4 separate regions of the Sus scrofa genome follow, and all the other regions are linked to region 2. A link is a contact called in public Hi-C and promoter capture Hi-C data. All regions are on one chromosome and are shown on one strand. Each heading gives the region's core, a stretch centred on a gene start, on an enhancer-like site or on the middle of the called end of the contact. The rest is flanking DNA. Distances are from core to core; before and after follow the strand shown. Region 1 holds the start of ATP5D (ATP synthase subunit delta, mitochondrial). Region 2 holds the start of TMEM259 (membralin). Region 3 holds the start of CIRBP (cold inducible RNA binding protein). Region 4 holds the start of STK11 (serine/threonine-protein kinase STK11).

Region 1 (2,700 bases), core at 72-2,571, 170 kb before region 2:
AACCCTGGAGGAATAGCGGTCAGTCACTCCCTAAATTCAAACAACTGGGGCAGGGCTGAGGGATGATGGAGATACAGAGGCAGCTGTGCTGCGGCCTATGCTCGAAACATAGCGGGTTCTCGAGCAAGACTGCAGTATCTTTACCTATTAGGGAAGAAAATCCAGCCACCTTAACCTCCGTTCAAAGAAATGATGTTAAGGCAGAAACCGAGGGCCACCCCAGGAGAATACAGAAGCGGTGAATTTGAACAAAGTGCCCAGGGGCTCAGATTCTGAACAGCGTGGGAAAGGTACACGCTAGGCACACATGGAAAAGGGAGGCTGAGGAGCGGATCCCGAACCACACGGAAAAGGAGCATCTGGGGAACAGGGACCGCTGAAGTTTGGAGACTATGATACCGGACCACACAGGGTTGAAGTGCGGGTCCGGAACGGGGGTCGCTGACCTGAGGGTTGGGGCCAAACGGGGTAGGAGTGCGGGTGCGGGGTCCGGAAAGGTGTCTGGAGCCCGGGGGACGTTCGAACCTGAGTGGGTGAGGCGAAGGTGAAGGACATCTGCCCTGGGCCTGCTGCAGAGGCCGGGGCGGCGGCGGCCTCGGCGTAGGCGCGAGCCTGGCGCACGACTCGGCCAAGACCCGAGCGGCGGAGCAGAGTAGCGGGCAACATGGCTGAGGGTGGAGGGCGGATAGCAGAGCTGCGGCGGGGAGATTCCCGGCTGGAAGCAAGCGGCCTGGAGGGCGAGGAGGACGACGCGCGTAGACTTATGGGACAGGAATCCGCCGAGGGCGCACGCGCAAACTACGACTCCCGGAGCGCAGCCCGCCACGTTATTGGCCACGCCCCGCCTGGGCACGCGGCAAGCTGGGGGTTGTAGTTTCCTTCCGGCCAGCGCCCCCAGTCCGGTGGTCCGGTGGAAGAGGGAGGCTCAATTACATGGTTCTGCATGAGGAAGCGCAGAAGCCTACGTGGAGGAAACACTTGAGTCGAAGTTAAGATTCTGCGGGCGCTTACTTGATGTTAGGCGCAGCGGAGAGAGAGACACGGAACTATCAAGATTCTTGCACTAGTTTGGGGTGGTGAGGGCGCTTTACTGACACACCACATTACATAACCTCTACGTGGGAGTGCCCGTCCGGGTGCAGCAGAAAGGAATCTGTTGAGAACGCGAGTTCGATCCCTGGGTTTGATCAGTGGATCAGAGAGCAGGCACTGCTGTGAGCTGTGGTGTTGATCGCAGATGCGCTCGGTTCTGGCGTTGGCTGTGGCGCAGGCTGGCAGCTGTAGCTGGGATTCGACCCCTAGCCTATGGAACTTCCATATGCCCCGGGTGCAGCCTTAAAAAGCAAAAAATGAAAATAAAAATAGCCTCTACATTAAGAGGTGAAAATACTTAAAAAAAAAAAAAAAAGCAGAGTAGGGGGACTGGCCAGATTTGACTGTAGAAGGTGCAGGCGTCCCGGAGCGGCATCCCAAGCGAAGAGTCTAGCCCCGGCAAGCCAGCGGCGTGGGAACGAACATCTTGGCTGTAACCCCCAAGGGTGCCGGCAGAGGGCGCACGGTGCCCAGAGATGAGCTCCCTGCGGCCCCGCCCGCTTGACCACCGCCCCCACACGTTGCTGACGTTAGGGCGCGTGCGCGGGCGGCCCTGGGCTCCGCTGACGTCACCGCGGCCCGCGCAGTCTCGCTCACAGCGCTGACGTCACTGCCCCGCCCCCGCGCTCAAGCAGGTCTGCGTCCCGGGTTGGGCCCCAGCCCCCCACCTTGGGCTCTAGGAAAATGCGGAGTCCGGAGAGCTCCCCGGCTGAGGCCCACGTTGGGACGGGATGTGACTGAGGAGCGGACGGGTGCAAGGCGCTGGGGAAGTGTCACACCTGGGCCCATGGCTGGGCAGGTGCTGAGGCTGAAAGAGGTCCCCCCCCATGAGGGAGGGAGGCCCTGGGCACTCAGGGAGTTAGTCCCAGTCACCTCTCCTGGCCCTAGGCGTGTTTGCGCAGGGGAGAGAGTCCTGTGCCCTGCGAGACCTCCCTCAGTGCCCCAGACCCTATTGCAATGGAGGCCTCCTCCAGTCGGCTCCTCACACCCATCCATTGGACTTGCCTCTGATCCCCACTCCAGGATAGCCAAGGGGTGGGAGCACCCCCTGTTACTCAGGTCCCAAACTCTAAGTTATCTTGGAATTCTCCATTGGATCCATCGACAAGGCTCCTCCACCCAGTTCGGCCACTGTGGCTAAGTTTACTGGCCTGGAGGGCCTCAAGCTTCTCTCCTGGCCTCACATGGTGTCTTTTCTACACACAGCCAGAGGAACCATATCATACCTTATGGGAACCACGAGTGGCTTCCACTGCCCCTTCAATATGTCGATCTTCAGCCCACACCTTCTCAGACCTCAGAGATTTTGCACAAGCAGTTCCCACACACCTGGAGCCAACCTTCTCAGATATTTGTCCACTTGACTGCTCCTTGCCCTCCCTGGCAGTGTCACTCTTTCATCCACTGGACACACTCGGTCCTTCTAGGGTGCCTGCCCTTTGCTCTGCCTGGGGACTCAGCTATAAATGAACTCCTGCACTTAGAGGTCACTGCATAGTAGGAGCAGGGGTGAGTAGGGACAGAACACACTGGAGCAGATAACAGGCAGCGTTCAGGCAAGAAGCAAAGTGAAGCAGGGGTCAGGAGTGTGGGTTGGAGCTGCTTTTT
Region 2 (2,700 bases), core at 92-2,591:
TAACAAGTGATCTGGGGGTGATCCATAAGAGTATCAAGCATGTGCACTGATTGAGTGCCTACTGATATGCCAGGGCGCACTATGAAACTGAAAGTCTTCACTCCAGGGAGTGGGATTAAACTGGCAGGTAGGTTTGGAAGGTTCCCTCAGGTAGGTTCCAAGACACAGCTGAAAAGTCTCCCCCTCCCCCGCCCCCACCCCCAGTGCAATTCAGAAGAGACCCCCTCCCAGGGCCTGGTTTTTCTCAGAAGCCCTGTCTGTGCCTTTCACGGTGGGGTGCTCACCATTGGGAACCAGACCAGACATCCACCTCAAGAGGTCCGCCTGTCTCCTGCTGGTCCCTGGGCCCTGTGAGGGCAGAATCCAGCCTGCACTGGCCACCGCTGTGTCCCCAGCACCAGCGCAGGCCCTGGGGTACTGTAAGCCACTTCCCTGAAACGTCTGAGCAGGCTTTGGGAGTCCTTCCCCAGGGCCGACACTCAGGATGCCTGAGCCCCTGGTCTCCAGCTCCATCTGCCCTTCCGTGCTTCCTGAGAAAGCCCACCCATACCTTGCTTTGGAACCTGGCATACAGTAGGTGCTCAACGAATGTTGGGACTGATTACTTCCTTGGTTACCAGGAGGAGCCAAGGCGTTTCAAAGATGAATGAAGGAGCGAGAATTTGGTCCAGACGTGTCCACCCAGGCTTGGCACCAGGCGGCAGCCAGGAGGAGGGGATGGTTGAGGCTCTAAGAATGCTTACCTCGGTTTCAGAGTCTTTTTCAGGGACCAGGTACACATCACTTGGGCCAGGGAGCAGAGAGGGACCCACTGAGCAGCCCGGGTCACAGAACAAAAAGCCAAAGCCAAGAGCGCTAGTGGGCAAGATCTGGATTGTGAAAAAGAAAAAAGCCTTTGCTTCAGCCTCTAGAATGAAAACAGCGCTCAGTAAACGACACAACCTGGGCCACCACTACGAAATGCTGGAAGGTGAGAGCCGGGTAAAGCCCGGAAACACCACACACGCTAATAACGTTACGAAGCACCCTTTCGGAACCACCGAAAGCGAAGAAAACAAAAGCCATACTTCCCGGGACATTATTTAAAGATCCCAATGCGATCACTTTACAGTTAGGGCAACCTAACGTAAGCGCAGCTACAGCATAATTTTCTAGAGCGCCACAAAGAAAACATCTTCACCGGTCACATTTACCTTACGTTTATTTTACCACCTCCAAAATCCTTATATGTTGACTAATTTTATCGCTCGCCTTCCAGCTGCATGGGCAATATGCAAAAGACCTGGGGACTAACGCAGCCCCGCCCCTAGGCGTTCCGAGCCAGGCGTCAGGACGGTGGGCGGGGCCGCCACGGGCCGACCGCCGGTATCCCGGCGTTCCGCGCGAGCGCAAGGAGGCCGCTCTTGCCCGCGCCGCGACTCGCTGGCGTCAGCTGGGGCACGGAGGCGGAAGATGGCGGCTGTAGCCCTACGGCCGTGAGGAGCGCGGCGGCGGCGAGGACTGCCGATGGCAGTCGGGAGGCGTCCTCGGGGACCCGCGGGCCGTTAGGGCGCGACGCTGGGCGGCATGTCGGAGCACGCGGCGCCCGGGGCACAGGGGCCCGGGCCCAACGGTGGCGGCGGCCCGGCCCCCGCGCGCGGGCCTCGCACCCCCAACCTCAATCCCAACCCTCTCATCAACGTGCGCGACCGGCTCTTCCACGCGCTCTTCTTCAAGATGGCTGTCACCTACTCGCGCCTTTTCCCTCCCGCCTTCCGTCGTCTCTTCGAGTTCTTCGTGTTACTCAAGGTGACCGCAGCCCCAACCCTTGACACCGGTAGCCGGACCCTTCCCTCAGATCTGCGACTTTTGATCCCGCCGGGGGGAGCGCGCCCCTCCCACCCGGAGGCATAGACCCGGCCCTACCCGTTGGGACCCTTCCCTTTAAGCCTGCCATTCCCGACCCCCTGCCTAGAAACTTCCAACCGCGAAGGCCCGAGGCTCATCCGGTTAGTGGCTCCTGATCCCGACTCCAGGAACTCACTCCCAGCCTTTTCCAGCCGCACCCCACCCCTGGCCTCGCCCTTCCCCGCGTCCCCCACCTCCGGAGGCTGGAGCCCGGCAGTCCAGCTCCAGGACCTCCTGGCCCTGCCGCCTGGGATTCTCAGCCCCGGATGATCCTTTCCCAATCCTCCGAGTCTGGCCTGGCCCAGCCCAGAACTCCAATCCTGGAGGATTCCAGGTTCCACCGCCAATGCCCCCTTCCCAGGACACACCCCCCTGGCCTCCCACTGCACCGAAAGCTCCTCCCTCTTTTTCTTAGGGCTCTGCTTTGGTCCTTCAGCTTGTTCCCACCCCCATTCTCCCTGCTCTGAACCTCCCGGGGGAATGTGACCTAGCTGAGGTCACATCGCCAGGGCTAGTGACAAAGTCCCAGCCGGTGGCGCTGCTTGTGGCACAGTGAGGGACCTCCTGGGAACCTACTGCCTGTCCTGCCTCTGGTGGCAGAGCTTTCAGCTGGGAGGATAGTTCTGGGAGGACGGGTGTCTGCATGGGTCCTCCAGGAAGGGGTCTCACTCAGAAGGAGCTCACTGGGTGCCAGGGTCCTGGTTGCCATTTCGTTTGGTGTCCTGTAGTTACTGCCAGGCTGGGGTGGGAGTGCTGACATTGGAGTAAGTTTTGGATCCTTCATCTGCAGAAAAGAGGCTGGTGCTGACGGTC
Region 3 (2,700 bases), core at 2-2,501, 200 kb before region 2:
AATCTGGAACCAGCCTCACCTTCTGAGATCTGCCCATATTTTGAGAAGACCTGCTCCAGCGACTGCTCATTGGTGTCAAAGCTCAGCCCTCCAACGAAAAGTTTGCCCTCGTCTGATGCCATGGTCACCTGTGGCAAACACCACTGAAATCCTCAGAGGTCCTGCAGGGGCCGGGAGAATCACCCCCTCGCCGTTTTTTACTTTAGACAAATAACACACGCTCCTGGGACAAACATTGGAAAATTGCTTTTGTGCCCTTTAACCATCCCAAGCTCATACCTAGGGCTTAATTCAAACAAGCCCTTGATTCCTTTATCACTCCCCCTTGCCCCTTTTCTGTGCTTGGGCCAACTCCACTCCCGAAATTGGGGGCTCCCGGAAGGCTAGGGCCAGACCGCGGTTCTGCAGCAAGCACTCTTCAGTGCTGCCTGGATTTGGGACCCCAAAACTCCAGCTACGCTGACACCCTCTCAGGACGTTTAGGGCTGGACAATGAAGGAAGGCATCAATCTCCACTGCCACCGGCTGAGTGCACACTGGCTTCTGTCTTTTGCTAACATGTCGGGGGGTGGGGAGGGAGCTAACTTCTAACCCTCTCTATTATACAGGGGCGGCAAAGTGCTTGGTCTACTGTAGGGTGCTATGATGTTAAAAAGGAGCGGGATGTGGGGAGGTGCTGACTTAAAGCGACCCTTTACAGGAAAGGGGCCTGCGCTGAATGACTCCAAAACCAGGCCTGAAGACGACCCGCAGCCTTGCAACCCCTTGCAAGTTTGGGCCCAAACCTGGGGATCGGAGAGTGGGCGGCACCCATGATGTGCCGCCCTCACACAACTCCAACAGGAAAGAGGGGAGTAGCCCCGGCCCCGCCCCCGCGCATGCGCCCCGCCTGCGGCTTGCGCCACTCCATCCGGGTACCCGGGGCTCCCGCCATTTCGCTGGGCGCAGCCTCGCTCTCGCGGCCGCCATTTTACGGCGGTGACCCGCTCGCGGCGCTCTAGCCCGCGGAGGACGTCCTCCGGCCGCGGCACGGCCCGGTCTCCGCAACCCCTCTCCGCCGGCGGAGCGGACTCCACCCCGGACCCGCCCCGGTACCGCCCCCCGCCCAGGGGCGTGCTGCCACCGCCCCGCCTTGGCCGGCCCGCCTTGGCCGCCCGCCGCCCCGGGCCCGCGGAGCCGGTACCGCCAGGGCCCTCACCACTGAGTTGGGCAGGTCCCTGGCGCAGGCGGGAAGACAGCACAGCACAACGGCCTGAGCCTTCTAACGCGCGAATGAGGGGGGGCAGTTTCCGGGTACGGCCTTTTGTACGCTGCCGCTGGGACCCGCCCCCCCTAAGCCCGCCCCCATCCCCCCCTCCCCGAGTCGGCCAATCCAGGGCCCCTGAGGGCGTGGCTGTGCCTCACATTTATGAGTTGGGGGGCTGGGCCTGTGCCGACCCCGCCCCCTCCCGCGTGCTGGCGGGGGTCAAAGTGCCTGGCGGGGATGCGCATGGTCTGCAGTCTCCAGACCATGACGGGGGGCGGGGCCAGCGCGCTGCTGGGCGGAGCTGACCCACTTCCGCGTGCCAGTCCCTGGCCTGCGGCGGGGAACAAAAGGGGTTCAGGCTGCTGCTTCCTCCTGGGAAAGCTCCCTGGCCGCTGCAACCCCGTCCTTTGCAGTGCTCCAATAATCGCCCACATAGGACCTCAGCCAGATCCCCATACGCACCTGAGGATCAGCTCTCAGACACCCCAACTGATGAATCCTGACATCAGTTCTTATATATTTGCCAACGTGTAACCGACACCCCAGAGTGCCCAGAACCCAATGCTCCTGAATGTCCCGCTTAACGTGACTGGCCCCAAAGCCCTCCCAAAAATATTCGTCATGATCCCATTCTTCCTACTTTACAACTTTGGGGTACCCCAATTTCACCCAACCCAGTTTGCCTACAAATCCCAACTTGCATCCTGACTTCACTCCGTCTAGTGCAACGCCCACACCCCCAGTCAGCTGGCCAGACCCTTTTGTGCATCCCAGCACTAGATGGCTGGCTGACCTTGTCCTGGCCTCTCAAACCCACAATTGGGCGCAGCCCTGAGTCCCACTGGACCTCAACATTCAGCTCAGCCCCCGCCTCCCCTTAATCACGTGCTCCAGCACCCCCCCCAACACTATTCTGCACTCCCTTGGCTCCTCCCCCTGAATCTTTTTCCTGTATGAAAGTCCGAATCCGGAGGCCTCTGCAACAGGAGAACCAGGTTTGCAGGGATCTTTACCCCCAGGGCTGCTCCTCTGGATCCCCATGCCCTCTTTATGGGAGCCCCTCTCACGGCCACCACTTTCACCCTGCCCAGGCCTTGGTTACACTACCTTCTGTGTCGCAGAACCCTCCATGGGGTGGAAAAAGCTTGCACAGCTGCTTAAGGGTAGCGAGTTGCCTGCTGAGGCGAGGGTTTCATCTCCTGCCTGGTGCAGTGGGTTAAGGATCTGGCACTGTTGCAGCTGTGGCAGGTATTCAATCCCTGGCTGAGGAAATTCCATCTGCTGCTGGTGCAGGCATAAAATTAACAACAACAAAATGCTAGTGTAGACCCCTGCCTGCCCAGACCAGAGGCCCAAGCTATATCCCTAGAAAGTCTTAAAAGGGCAGACCCTCTGCATAAAAACAGGGGGATTTTAGAGCAGAGACCCATGCTTTGCTTTGCTGCCTGCCCCAG
Region 4 (2,700 bases), core at 67-2,566, 140 kb before region 2:
ACAGCTCTCCTGCACAGCGTTTCTGAGTCCAGCACCTCCTTCACTTTGCCATACGACCCCTCCCCCAGCAGGTCCCCCATCAGGTACTTGCCGATGAGCTTGGCCCGCTTGCGGCGGGGCTGGTAGATGACCTCAGTAGAGTCGATGCGATGGATGAACGTGTCCATCCCCACCGACATCAGCTCGCCCTCTGTAAACATGCCCAGCTGCTGCGGGTCCGCCACATCCATCCTGGACCCTAGGGCTCCGACTCCCGCAGGCGATCTCTAATCCCCTTTGTGTACTTCCTGGTGAGCGGTTCTTCCTTTTGTCCCCCCTCCCCAAGATTCCCTTCTCCAAAAATAAAAGTCACAAAATCGCAAAAAGAAAAAAAAGAAAGAAAGAAAGAAAGAAAAAGAAAACCCTTCTTGGAAAAGAAACGATTGTACTGAACGTGAGTTCAAAAGGCGCGCCTGGTCCAAAGCCCGGACACCCGGGTGTGTGCAGCGTCCCAAGTTTTGCGGCCGCCCGGCCTCACAGTTTTGAGGCGGGCCGGCGCGTCCACGGGGGCCCTCGGGAGGCCGGTGGGGCCGGGAAGTGCTAGGTCATCCTCCAGGGACTTTAGACCCTCGAACGAACACGGACGCGGCCGGGTCGAGTCTTCTCCGCGCCGTCCATTACTAGCGAGCCATGGCGCGCGCCCGGGGCCCCGCGCAGGCCGGCCCCGGGGCCCCCAGAGCCGGGCAGGCGAGCTTCGCTGGGGATCCGGCGCGCTGCTCGGGGGCGGCTCCCGCCGGCCCCGCCGGCCGGGGCGCCCGAGACGCCGGCAGGTGCGTGTCCGGAGCGCACGGGGAACCTCTGTTTGGCCCCGCTGGCTCCCTCCAGCGCCGGGACTGCCCGGGGCCCGCCGGCCGCAGGGAGCGACCCCCGTCGGAGTCGGCCGCCGCCCGGGCGTCCGCACACCGGCCTGGGACCCCGAGCGGCCGCGCGGGCCCGGAGGGCGCCGCGCCCCAAACGGCAGCCCGCGCTCGGTCTGCGCCGGAACTCCGTCGGCCGCGGAACGCGGGGCGCGTGGAGCTCCGGGCGGCTGAGGCGGCGCAGGCCGCAGGCGCCGGGCCGGGGTTCCTGAGGCCGCCGGGGTCCGGGTGGCCCGTCCCCCGCCGCGGCCGCCGCGCGCGTGGAGCAGGCGGGGCGGCGCGGGGGCCCAGCCCATGCAAGGCGGCCGCGCTGCCGGCTGGCGCCCGCCGCCGCTGCCGCCGCGCCCCGCCTCACTCGAGGGCGCCCCGGGCCGCCTCCCCCTTCCGCGCCCTACACGCCGCCGCCATCTTGTTTATCTCCTCCCCCTCCCTGCGCCGCCGTGCCGCCGCACGCCCGTCGCGGACCCGCCCCTCGCGGCGCCGACGTGCACGTCCGTTGGCCGAGCCGCCTGGCCTCGACCCCCGAGGCGCGCCCCGCCGCCGCTCCTATTGGGCCGTTTGGATCCGGGCGGGCGCCCGAGCGGGGATTGGTTCCCGCTGGGCCCCGCCCCAGGGGTGGATACCGTTTGTTCATTGGCCTGAGGAAACGCCCGTCACGGCGAGGGGGCGGAAAGCAGGAGCCGGGAAGCGAAACCCGGGCGTTGACCTGGGAGGGGTTGGGAGCCGAGGTCGGAGGTCTGGAGTTCTAAAGTCTTCCATGGGACCGGGCGAGTGCAGTGCTCCTGGGCGGGGGCCGGGCTCGGGGACTCTGGTGCCCCTGCCTGGGCTCCTCAACCGAAACCCCGTTTGAGGCGAGGTCAAGGGTCAAAAAGTAGCCAAAGTGTACAATTCGAGGCAAAAAGCCTTTATTAAGTATCTCAGGCCAGATGGGTTGAGAAGGGCTCTGGATGATTTCTGCCCCAAAGGAATTCATGGGCTAAAACTCAGAACCCAGCTGGGATGGTGCCAGCAAAGTGCTTTGGGTGAAAAACAGAGTTGGCAAAATATGGCTTGATGAGGTGGAAAATACTTCCAGGCCTGTGTTTTTTAACCTGTTTTGCTTTTTGTTTGTTTGTATCACTACGTTCTTATTTTGCTGGGGCAAACTGCTTGTGAAACCTTGGGACTTGACACCATCAGATTTGGGTTCCAGGCTGGGAGTTCTTGACCCAACACCTGTGCACTCCCTAAGACTATGTGTGAAATGGAGCTCACCAGTATACACGTTCTTGGGGACATCCATGTGTCTCATCGGATTCTCAAATACCCAGAGAAGGGGGATTGCTATGGCTTTGAGGGATAGGAGTCCCAGGTCACACCAGTGTACCAGCCAGCCCTAATCAGAACATGGGAGTTAGCCCCAAATTCCTAAATCATAAACCAGAAACCAATGAAATACAACGGAAAAAGGGTAATGAAAACCAGGAGTTCCCCAGTGGCTAAGCGGGTTAAGGATCCCGTGTTGTCTTTGCTGTGGCCAGGGTTCAGTCCCTGGCCTGGGAACTTTCACGTGCCGCAGATTTGGGGTGGGAGTGGGAAGACTAAGGAAAGTCAGTGAAGCCAAAAGACTGTCTTTGAAAAGATCCAGAAACTTAATTAAACTGTAGCCAAATTGGTCAATAAAAAAAGATGGCCAATATTGAAGTAAGAACTAGAGAAACAACCTCCCCCCCCCCCCGCCCCCGCCGCCCCTGGCTGAAAAGGCAGCTACGTGCCTGTCAGCAGCTTTGCTTGCCACATACCACCTTTCTTGTAATCATGTAGC

Evidence for each region. Promoter capture Hi-C pulls out the DNA fragments that hold promoters and counts their contacts. Hi-C and Micro-C count contacts between places; a contact is called where the count stands out from the background.
Region 1: a promoter capture Hi-C map of fetal liver shows a contact between it and region 2, with 4 times the contacts expected there. The contact joins the promoter of ATP5D here to the promoter of TMEM259 in region 2. A contact is called at or near these places in 2 of 5 promoter capture datasets (fetal liver and liver), 6 of 47 Hi-C or Micro-C datasets (blood, embryonic fibroblasts, epiblast stem cells and 3 more) and 2 of 2 datasets of contacts at active chromatin or transcription factors (alveolar macrophages and skeletal muscle).
Region 3: a Hi-C map of liver shows a contact between it and region 2, with 3 times the contacts expected there. The contact joins the promoter of CIRBP here to the promoter of TMEM259 in region 2. A contact is called at or near these places in 2 of 47 Hi-C or Micro-C datasets (liver and skeletal muscle) and 2 of 2 datasets of contacts at active chromatin or transcription factors (alveolar macrophages and skeletal muscle).
Region 4: a Hi-C map of liver shows a contact between it and region 2, with 4 times the contacts expected there. The contact joins the promoter of STK11 here to the promoter of TMEM259 in region 2. A contact is called at or near these places in 2 of 5 promoter capture datasets (fetal skeletal muscle and liver), 16 of 47 Hi-C or Micro-C datasets (blood, brain, embryonic fibroblasts and 7 more) and 2 of 2 datasets of contacts at active chromatin or transcription factors (alveolar macrophages and skeletal muscle).

Annotation. Positions count from the first base shown.
Region 1 is chr2:77,217,980-77,220,679 of Sscrofa11.1, forward strand. ATP5D (ATP synthase subunit delta, mitochondrial) reads right to left here and starts at 1,322. Exons shown (of 5, transcript XM_003122991.5): 1 at 526-1,322. The coding sequence starts at 666.
Region 2 is chr2:77,392,236-77,394,935 of Sscrofa11.1, forward strand. TMEM259 (membralin) reads left to right here and starts at 1,342. Exons shown (of 11, transcript XM_003353958.4): 1 at 1,342-1,788. The coding sequence starts at 1,567.
Region 3 is chr2:77,193,046-77,195,745 of Sscrofa11.1, forward strand. It overlaps CIRBP (cold inducible RNA binding protein), which reads right to left and starts at 1,252. Exons shown (of 5, transcript NM_001246197.1): 1 at 1,199-1,252; 2 at 20-161. The coding sequence starts at 122.
Region 4 is chr2:77,248,006-77,250,705 of Sscrofa11.1, forward strand. It overlaps STK11 (serine/threonine-protein kinase STK11), which reads right to left and starts at 1,317. Exons shown (of 10, transcript XM_021084263.1): 1 at 1-1,317. The coding sequence starts at 230.